Regions from separate parts of the Sus scrofa genome. Here region 2 is linked to region 1. A link is a contact called in public Hi-C data. All regions are on one chromosome and are shown on one strand. Each heading gives the region's core, a stretch centred on a gene start, on an enhancer-like site or on the middle of the called end of the contact. The rest is flanking DNA. Distances are from core to core; before and after follow the strand shown. Region 1 holds the start of HINT1 (histidine triad nucleotide-binding protein 1). Region 2 holds the start of RAPGEF6 (rap guanine nucleotide exchange factor 6).

Region 1 (4,303 bases), core at 1,547-4,046:
ATTTAAACAGAAAATAAAAATAAATGGTGTGAGTAAACACACTTACGCTTTCATCATCATCTTCTGCTGCAGAAATCTGAGATATATGTTTCTTGGGTATCACCAGAAAATGTGTTGGTGCTTGAGGGGAAATGTCATGGAAAGCAAGACACTGGAGGAAAAAAGGGGGAAAGAGAAAAAATTCAAGGTTTTCATACGAAATCTTACAGGCTAAACTTACTCTTTCACACTAACCCTGTGGAAAACACTGTAGTAAATGCTCGGAAATCAGAAGTGTACACAATACATATGCTCCTCTGGTCCTTGGAACTTACAGCCTAATGGAAAGACTGACTTTAAACAAATAAAAGTATAATTAACAATGATCCTACATGTTACAAAGGAAAGGAGAGCATGCAACAAAAGACTATCACAGAAAAAGGGGTTTAGATTGGGTAGTCAAGGACACCTATTCTGCAGTAGCTACATTTAAACCAAGATCCAAAGGATGGGCAGAAATTAGGCATGCTAATCCTTCTCTACCTTTCCAGTCTGATCGCAAGCAACTCTTCCCACTCAAATCACACTGCCCACCTCTCTCCAATGTCAGGGCTTTTACATTTGCTTTTCCCTCCATTGCCAGGATGCTCTTTCCTCCCAACCCTAACTATTGTCTACACTATTCACTCAACTGCCAGTATATATATAACATTTCTAAAGGAAATCTTGTGTTGTTTGGTTGGGTTTTTTTTTTTTTTTTTTGCCGTGCTTAGGGTGAGGGATGGAACCCGTGCCATAGCTGCAACCTGAGCCATAGCAGTGACAATGCCAGATGCCCAACCCACTGCACCACCAGGCAACTCCTAAAGGAAATCAGATGCAGGTCAGGGCCCTGGTTATTCGATTTCCTTTTTTTTTTCTTTATGGCAGTGATAAGTTTCGTAATTACAAATGTGCCTGATATTAGACTAACACTGACTTCTTCCCACTTTACTCAGCTATTTAAGAGATATTTTCTTTTGTAGAAATGAAGAAGATAAGTAACATTTAGACAAATTACATACCACTTGAATGGTTTTAAATCTAGTGAAGGTGGAAGCTGCTATCTTTGCTTAACTGTCTCAGGAGTCATTCTACCTGGTACTCCGTACAAAATGCTGTATCATTTAGATGGCTTCATGCTGTTATACTGTTGGGACTTCATCGTTCAAAAGTCAATATTTCAACAATCATTTACTAAAAGCAGCTGAAAATACTTTAAAAGAAATACACATTTTCTAAAATAGAATTTTCCTGACAAATAAAGGTATTTGAGTAAATTTACCTCGAGGCATTAAATCTTAGATGTTCTGACTCTAAGGACACTGCTAGTAACATGTTTCCTTATATTCCATATTTCATAAATGTATTAAATAGTTTACAAAACTTCTATCTAAATCAGCCTACCTCCTGTCCTGCTTTATCTGAGATTCAAACCCGTTATTATCGCTCACTAAAAATTTTATACAAGATGTCTCCAGGTCAAATCAACTCGTCCTTTCTAAAACAATTTCACCTACAGCCAGGTCAACAAAAACTCTATCTTCAATCTCTTGGCATAAAACCGCTTCCTGTAAACCATAAAAGGAGCCATTCTTCCAGGGAGGGGCCAAAGGAAAGCAAATCCCAGTTGCAGGCCCACTGTCGCCTCCGGAGTCCGCGGCGGGTCGGGGGTGGGAGGGCGCTGGCCAGCCCTCGCCCAGGCCCAGCTCGTCCGCGCCCTCCGCAGCCCCCAGGCCTGGCGCCCAGGCCGCCTAGCGCAGAGCCGCGGAGCGGCGCCCGGGAGAGCTGGGCAGGCCGGCTGTGCGCGGGAGATCGCGGAGATTGGGCCCGAGTCAAGGAGCGATCGGGTTTCTCCCTGTCAGGCAGAGCGCGGGCGAGATTGTCAGATTCCTGACACAGGCGAGGTCCGAGGCCCAGGGGGAGCTGGCTGGCGCCCACGCGGAGGACCCCGCGCGCGCCCCCCGCACGCGCCCAGACCCCGCCATGTGGGCCCGCGGGTGCCGGCGGCCCGGCCCGCGCCCGGGGCTGATAACGCGTAACCGGAGCGCCGGCACGCGCCGGCCGGCCGCCTAGGAGCCACCGGGCCCTGCCCGCTGGCTGGGGGCCCGCGGCCCAGGCCGCGCGAGGCAGCCGGGTGCCTTCCCTTCTCCGTGGCGCCCCCGACCCTTCCCTTCTTTTCCCTCGGAGGAAACCCGCGTGTCCACGGGCGCCTGTCTCGCCTCAGCCCACGAGCAAGGCAGCGCCGGGTGCCTACCTGGTCATCCTCATAAATGATTTTGGCTGGGATTTCCTTGCGAATGATCTTCCCGAAGATCGTATCGCCACCAGGCCGGGCGGCCTGAGCCTTGGCGATCTCATCTGCCATCTCGGCCTCCCTCCCGCGCTGCCGGTCGGGGAGAAGGTCCGAGGAGGGAGGAGCCGGCGGTTCCCGCAGAGGGCGGGAGAGCAAACGCCCCAGCACCTCCTGCGCGTGCGCACTGCTGACCCGCGCTGGGGTGCGGCGGCGGTGCCGGAGCCTTAGGGCCACCGTGGGGCGAGGCGGCGACGGGGAGGTTCCGTAGCCAAGGCTCCCGGGGGCCGCGGCGAGGCCGTTTTTCCTCCTTCCTTTCTTGTCTCTCGGAGAGTGGAGTTACTGCTGTAAGCTCTGCACTTGCCGTATGGACGCTTGTAGGAAAAATTGGGTAGTGTAACTGAAAAGATTTGATAACTCAAGCAGTGCTGGCCGTTTTTGCTGGCGGGGACACCATGATACTTCATTCCTCAGGTGCATAGGTCTTGACTAGGAGGTACGCCCTCCCGCGTCAATTTTTTTTTTTTTTTTTTTTTTCCTCTAGCCGTGGTTCACAGCCTTGACTGCATGTCCACATCATTTGGGAATCAAGTAAAAAAAAAAAAAATCACCTGAACTTGGCCACACCCCAGATCAGTTAAATCAGACTCTGGGGGTGAGCCCCAGGCATTGTTAGTAAACGTCCTTGACTGTTCTGCAAAGAATATTTCCCACCAGTAATCGACATAATGTAAGAGGCCCCACCTAAAAGGAACAAAATCTTTAACCCTATATCCCCCTCCGTAGCTTTGCTTCTTTTAAAAATAATTTTTGTATATTGTGTCCACTTTATCTTCCTTTTTTGAAGCCATTTGTCTCTTGTCAATGTCACTAAAGACCTTCACTTACAAAATTCTTTAGGCGATTCCACTCAGCCTCTTGGTAGCATTTATTACTGTTGACCATTCCCTCTTTTCAGCAGTAGTCCTTCACTCTCCTTCCTCTCTGGATGCTGTTTCTCCTTCAGAGTGAGCCTTCTATTCCAGAGCTCCTAATGAATTCCATTCTTGGCTCTCTAACAGTTAATCCCCAAGTGTCCTTATTATGAAAAAGTATACTTTCACCACTTTTTCTTCATAGAGGCCCCCTTTAATCACAAAACTGTGTCCCATTTGGTACTTTTTGTATCAAAGACATTCACCAGGGCAATTGGTGAAATATAAATAATGCTTACAAATTGGGAAATAGTTTCGAAAGATGTTAACTTCCCCAATATACCCACAGGAAAATTATCAAAATCAGTTGATCTAGGGTGAGGCCCTATATTTTAGGTCTCTAACAGTTTCCAGGTGATACAGCTGCTGCTAGCCCAGGAACTGTGCTTTGAGAACCACTGATGTAAAAGGATTGTCATTTTTGTAGGAATAAACCCACTGAATAATATATGAGTAGAGAAGTATCATATCTGCAATTCACTTTCACACAGTGAAGAGATTCCCCCCCAAAATGTCAACATAGAAAAAAGCAGAGCAGTAAAAAAGGATAAAGCAACTGTAATAAAAATTTTAACATTAGGGGAAACTGAGTGAACGGTGTATGCAAATTCAGTTATTCTTGCAACTTTTCTGTAAGCCTGAAATTGTCAAAATTAAAAATTGAAAAGAATATGTATCGGTTTGGGCAATAAATAATATGGTCATTTTTCGCTAAGTCAGAGGCTTTATCATCTGCAGATCGAGGACTCTCCAGTATTTATCTCCCAACCTGCCTCTCCCCTTAATTCCAGATTGGTGTATGATACATGTTTCTGCCTACTTACTACCTTCAGTGGGATATCTACCAGGCACTTCAAATTTATTTTTACTTCTTCCACAACAATCAGCCTCTTCCTGCAGCATACAACATCAACTATAATACTATGCACCAAATTGCCAAGGCAAAAGCCTTGAAATCATCCTTACCTCTTTTCGTGGATTTTTAGCACATATGAATCTAATCCCTTTTCACCTCCTC
Region 2 (4,661 bases), core at 2,013-4,512, 480 kb after region 1:
GAGGGAATTCTTTAAAAGCAGGATAATATCACTCCTTTGCCTGAAAACATTTTGGTGGAAAACAAAACCTTCTTTTACTCAAAATAAAAGTCAAACAACTTATGATTCAGAAAGTCCTGCATGATAGGGTCCATCCTACAATACCCCTATCACCTATGACTTCATATCTTACTACTCTTCTCCAGTCACTCAGGGCTCTTTGCTATTCCTGAAGGCACCAGATATGCTCTCATCTTAGGATCTTTGCAGTGATTATTTTACTTGGAAAGCTATTACCCTATATATCCCCATGGCTAATTCTATCACATGAATCAAGACTTCAATCAAAATTCACCTCAATCAGTACACTATCTTAAACTGCACCCCTCCTTTGCCCCTTGTTTCCAATTCTTTTTCCTGCTTTTTTGAAATTATCAATTATCAAAGTTCTTGTTGTGGCTCAGCAGTAAAGAACTGAACTGGCATCCTGAGGATGCTGGTTTGATTCCTGGCCTTGCTCAGTGGGTTAAGGATCTGGCACTGCTGTGAGCTATGGGGTAGGTCGGATCTGGCATGGCTGTAGCTTGGGAACTTTCATATGCCGCAGCTACGGCCCTAAAAAGCCAAAAAAAATTTGCAATTATCAGCTAACATTATGTAACATACTTTTTTACTGTATTTATCTACTTTCTCCCCTCCCCTTTATACTAGAATGTAAACACCAATAGGGTAGGCCTATTTTGTTCACTGATACCTCCTAGTGAACAAAATAGGGTCTTGAACTGATAGGCTTTCAATAAATAAATGTTCAATGAAGATATTTATAACAGACCCTTAAGAGTCTACTAAAATAAGAATCTTCTGAAAGCAGAAACAACCCTGTGAGAATTTAATCAAGTTACCACAAATAAATTATCACTACAATTCAAGTAACCACTTCTATATTCACATTTCTATACCTCAAAGTCTACACTCATTCAAAAGCACTGCCAAAGAAGCAAGCAGTTAACACTTTATACTGCTAGATGTCAGAGTTCTAGTCTGTGTGCTGTGGGCAGTTGTTTAGTATTGCCTTAAACAATGCTGCTGTTCCAGTAAAACAAGATAAAGTACTCAATACAGCACACACTGGCCAACATAGCTTTGCGAACAGTTTAGAAAATTTTCTAAGCATGAAAATAGGCACTTTCAAACAAAGTAACTCTGTTATTAAAGAGAAGTAGGATTTTCCCATTAAAATGCAAATTTATCGGAGTTCCTGTCCTGGCTCAGCAGTAATAAACCTGATTAGTATCCACGAGGATACGGATTCGATCCCTGGCCTTGCTCAATGGGTTAAGGATCCTGCGTTGCTGTGGCTGTGTCGTAGGCTGGGAGATGTAACTCCAAATCGACCCCTAGCCTGGGAATTTCCCTACGCCACGGGTGCAGCCCTAAAAAGCCAAAAAAATAAAAATAAAAAAAAATTTTTAAATATGAATTTATCATAAGTAACATCTATAAGCAAGATCTCCATTTTATACTGTAAGCCTTGTAAGATACTTTCTAATGATATAAGAACGAAGGCAGATTCACCTGTTCAAAGTGAGTGCTTTCACTTAACCCACAATGACGTCAAGAATTACCATAGGTAAATTAAGACACCTGGGATTATAAATGAAAGTCTCAAAAATAGGACTGTGGGAGTTCCCATCATGGAGCAGGGGAAAAGAATCCAACTAGGAACCATGAGGTTGAGGGTTAGATCCCCGGCCTCACTCAGTGGGTTAAGGATCCGGTGTTGTCATGAGCTGTGGTGTAGGTCACGGATGTGGCTTGGATCTGGCGTTGCTGTGGCTGTGGTTGTAGGCCGACAACTACAGCTCCAATTCAACCCCTAACCTGGGAACCTCTATATGCTGCGGGTGCGGGCCTAAAAAGACCAAAAAAAAAAAAAAAAAAAAAAGACTGTAGAAAGTGATAGAATTTGCTTTGTTTCTTTGCAAAGTTCAAGAGCTCCCATAATTACAGCTTGAATAAGTTGAATAAGTCATGTCGCAAAAGGTGAGCCAAAATTACTGAGACATACTATGCAAACCATTTAAATCTAAAAAAACTCAAAGGTGACTTAGGAAAAACTAACCAAAGCACTTCATTTCATGTATTGCAATTACACACAAGACAATCCAACAATTCATTCACATTGTTGTTTTTTTGTTTGGGGGTTTAGGAAACATACCGCTTATTATGGAAACTTCTCCACATCAAGGAGAACCTTCCCACAAAATCTAAGCACTCTATACAGGGATGGGCAAGGTTAACAGGTTTTAGTTATGTACCTGAAAACTAGCCTTCAGGTCAAATGAAAATCATTTAAGCTTAATGCCATTACTGCTAACCCAATACAGAAGTTTCGCATACAAGCACAAAATACTGTAAAATTTCCCAATGACATAATTTGAAAAACCACCTCAACTAATCTTTAAATAGGCATAATTCTCCACCAGAATTCAGCCTCTGACTGGATGTAAAGTTTTAAGCTGACCTTGAAAACTTTATCGTTCTTTAGGCAAGTGAATAGTATTTCAAGGACCTTTGAGAAGTTGTTTCTTAATAACATGGCTGTTACAGTTCACCTACAATTTCCACCTCGCTTTTTCACAGTCTACGGAACAATCTCACTCGGAGACTCATATTAAAACCTGAGAAAATACGATTTAGTAATGCTGCTTTCTTGTCGAAAACACTAGGAAGTCACCGGCAAGGACGGCTGTGCGGGGAAGGCGGCACGGCGAGCAGGAAAGACGGTGGTTTCCCCGCCCGCGAGAAGGGCCCGGACCAGGTCCGGGGACCCAGAGAACAGATACCAGGGTAGCAGGTGCGAGGCTCTGCCAAGGGGACAGTCGCCACAGGTCTCGGACCGACAGAGGGATGCTGTTCCTCGGACAGCGGGAAGCGCGCCGGGTCGACTGGCCTTACCTCGGGCGTCCGCTCGGGCGGCTTCTTCTTCAGCGCCTGCCTAGCGCCGGGGTCCACGGGCGAGTTCATGGTCACGGCCCCGGCACCGTGCTCCCCAGGCTGCCCTTAGCAGCCCACGCGACAGCCCATTCACCCTAGTGGGGGGGTCTACACCCTCCCCCGCTTCCCCCAAAGAAGGAAACTTCAGACTGCGGCGGCGACTGCGCTTTGGCAAACAAGCCTTCGCAACGCCCGCCCAGGGCCTCAGCCCACGCGCGACTGGTCAGAGGGAAGCCCGCGCGGGGGCGGAGGGCAGAAGAGTGCGCACGCGCAGCACGCGCGAGCGCGCAAACGAGCGCCTAAGGGCGTGACTCCGCGATGACGTAAAAACTGGGGCGGGGCAGTTTAGCTTCTTCCAACCCTTCTTCGTGAGATTTGAAAACACGTCGCGAGAGCTCACTGAAGCAGGTCACGGGGTCCGTCTCAGAGTTGCGGTTTCGGCTGCTCCAGCTTCCGGTGGAGGGACCGGAAACGCGCTATGAGGGACTAAGCGAAAATAGCGAGTTGGGGGCGGAACCTTGGGGTAGCTGGGCCGGGAGTTCTTTCTGTGCCAAAAGCCGGAAGTTCGAGGCGTGGCCAAAGGGCAGAGCTCTTACCCTGCCGCTCCGAGACCTCTGCCTTGGAGGATGTGCGGAAGTGGAAGCTGCCGTTGTAAACAACGAAGTTCATAACGCTCTTACCTATGTGTGTTCTAATAAAATGACTCTTGTGGAAGGGACCCACTGAGAAGTCCCTGCGTGTCTAAGACGGACGCCCTGACATGAGAGTAGAGGAATCGAAGCTTCGCGGCTTTGAGCAGGGGTGGGGAGCCCGCTTAGAGTTACTGCTCGTTCGCGAAGCCAGTCTGCGCTGCGTTCGTTTAACCAATGCCAAGGACAGCCCTCTTTCCTCGCCAAAACCCTTTCTCAAGCAGTGGGCCTAGGGTTGCCTGACTCAGGAGTGACCGCTTTCCCACTGCTTTTAACATAATAGTCGGTTTCCCCACACACCAAATAAAGCAAATTTCCATTTATTAGTCCGTTGGTAAGAAGAACGTCTAGGCCACTCTCCGGAGCAGTCAGGCACCTGCAGAGTGCTTCCATCGTTCTAAAATAGTCCATTTCTCTCCCATCTCGTTACTGTACAGATGGGCCGCAGTAGTAACGCAATTACCTACTTTGGAGCCACATAGGCATGTCCTTTCCAATTAATTTTAAGCTCCCTCAGCTTGTACCTAGGTATTCCTTAGTATTTCTCACAACAATTGGCATGGTTCACTGAATAACTCAAAGTGATTTACGATTATGACGTTATTCACATTAATTTTTAAATGACATGGTAAGAAAATTATATTTTAGAGCAACAAAAGGGAAAAGGAGCATTCAGCCTGCAGCATTCACCATTTCAGGGACCTAGTAATGATGGCTGACGTTAAAAGGGGTTTTGTTTTCCACTGCTCATTCGGCTTGCTCAAACTTGAAGTTTACAACATAATAGCACCTTTCTTTTTTGAATATAGCACAAAAACCATACCAGTGAACTTATGGCTCAGCCACTCTGGAAAGAAACTAATCACAAATAATTGCAATGACCCATTTTCATCATTTTTGTGGGTATAAACAGCTTCTCAAAGGTCTGTGTACCATCACAAAGGTTATCCCTTCCATTCTTCCAAGAATGTTTCTAGAGCCACATCAATGTTTTGA

What was found. Hi-C and Micro-C count contacts between places; a contact is called where the count stands out from the background.
Region 2: a Hi-C map of alveolar macrophages shows a contact between it and region 1, with 2.3 times the contacts expected there. The contact joins the promoter of RAPGEF6 here to the promoter of HINT1 in region 1. A contact is called at or near these places in 2 of 5 promoter capture datasets (fetal liver and liver) and 2 of 47 Hi-C or Micro-C datasets (alveolar macrophages and heart right ventricle).

The regions. Positions count from the first base shown.
Region 1 is chr2:133,473,017-133,477,319 of Sscrofa11.1, forward strand. It overlaps HINT1 (histidine triad nucleotide-binding protein 1), which reads right to left and starts at 2,797. Exons shown (of 3, transcript XM_005661623.3): 1 at 2,276-2,797; 2 at 47-151. The coding sequence starts at 2,386.
Region 2 is chr2:133,948,157-133,952,817 of Sscrofa11.1, forward strand. It overlaps RAPGEF6 (rap guanine nucleotide exchange factor 6), which reads right to left and starts at 3,263. Exons shown (of 30, transcript XM_021085403.1): 1 at 2,938-3,263. The coding sequence starts at 3,006.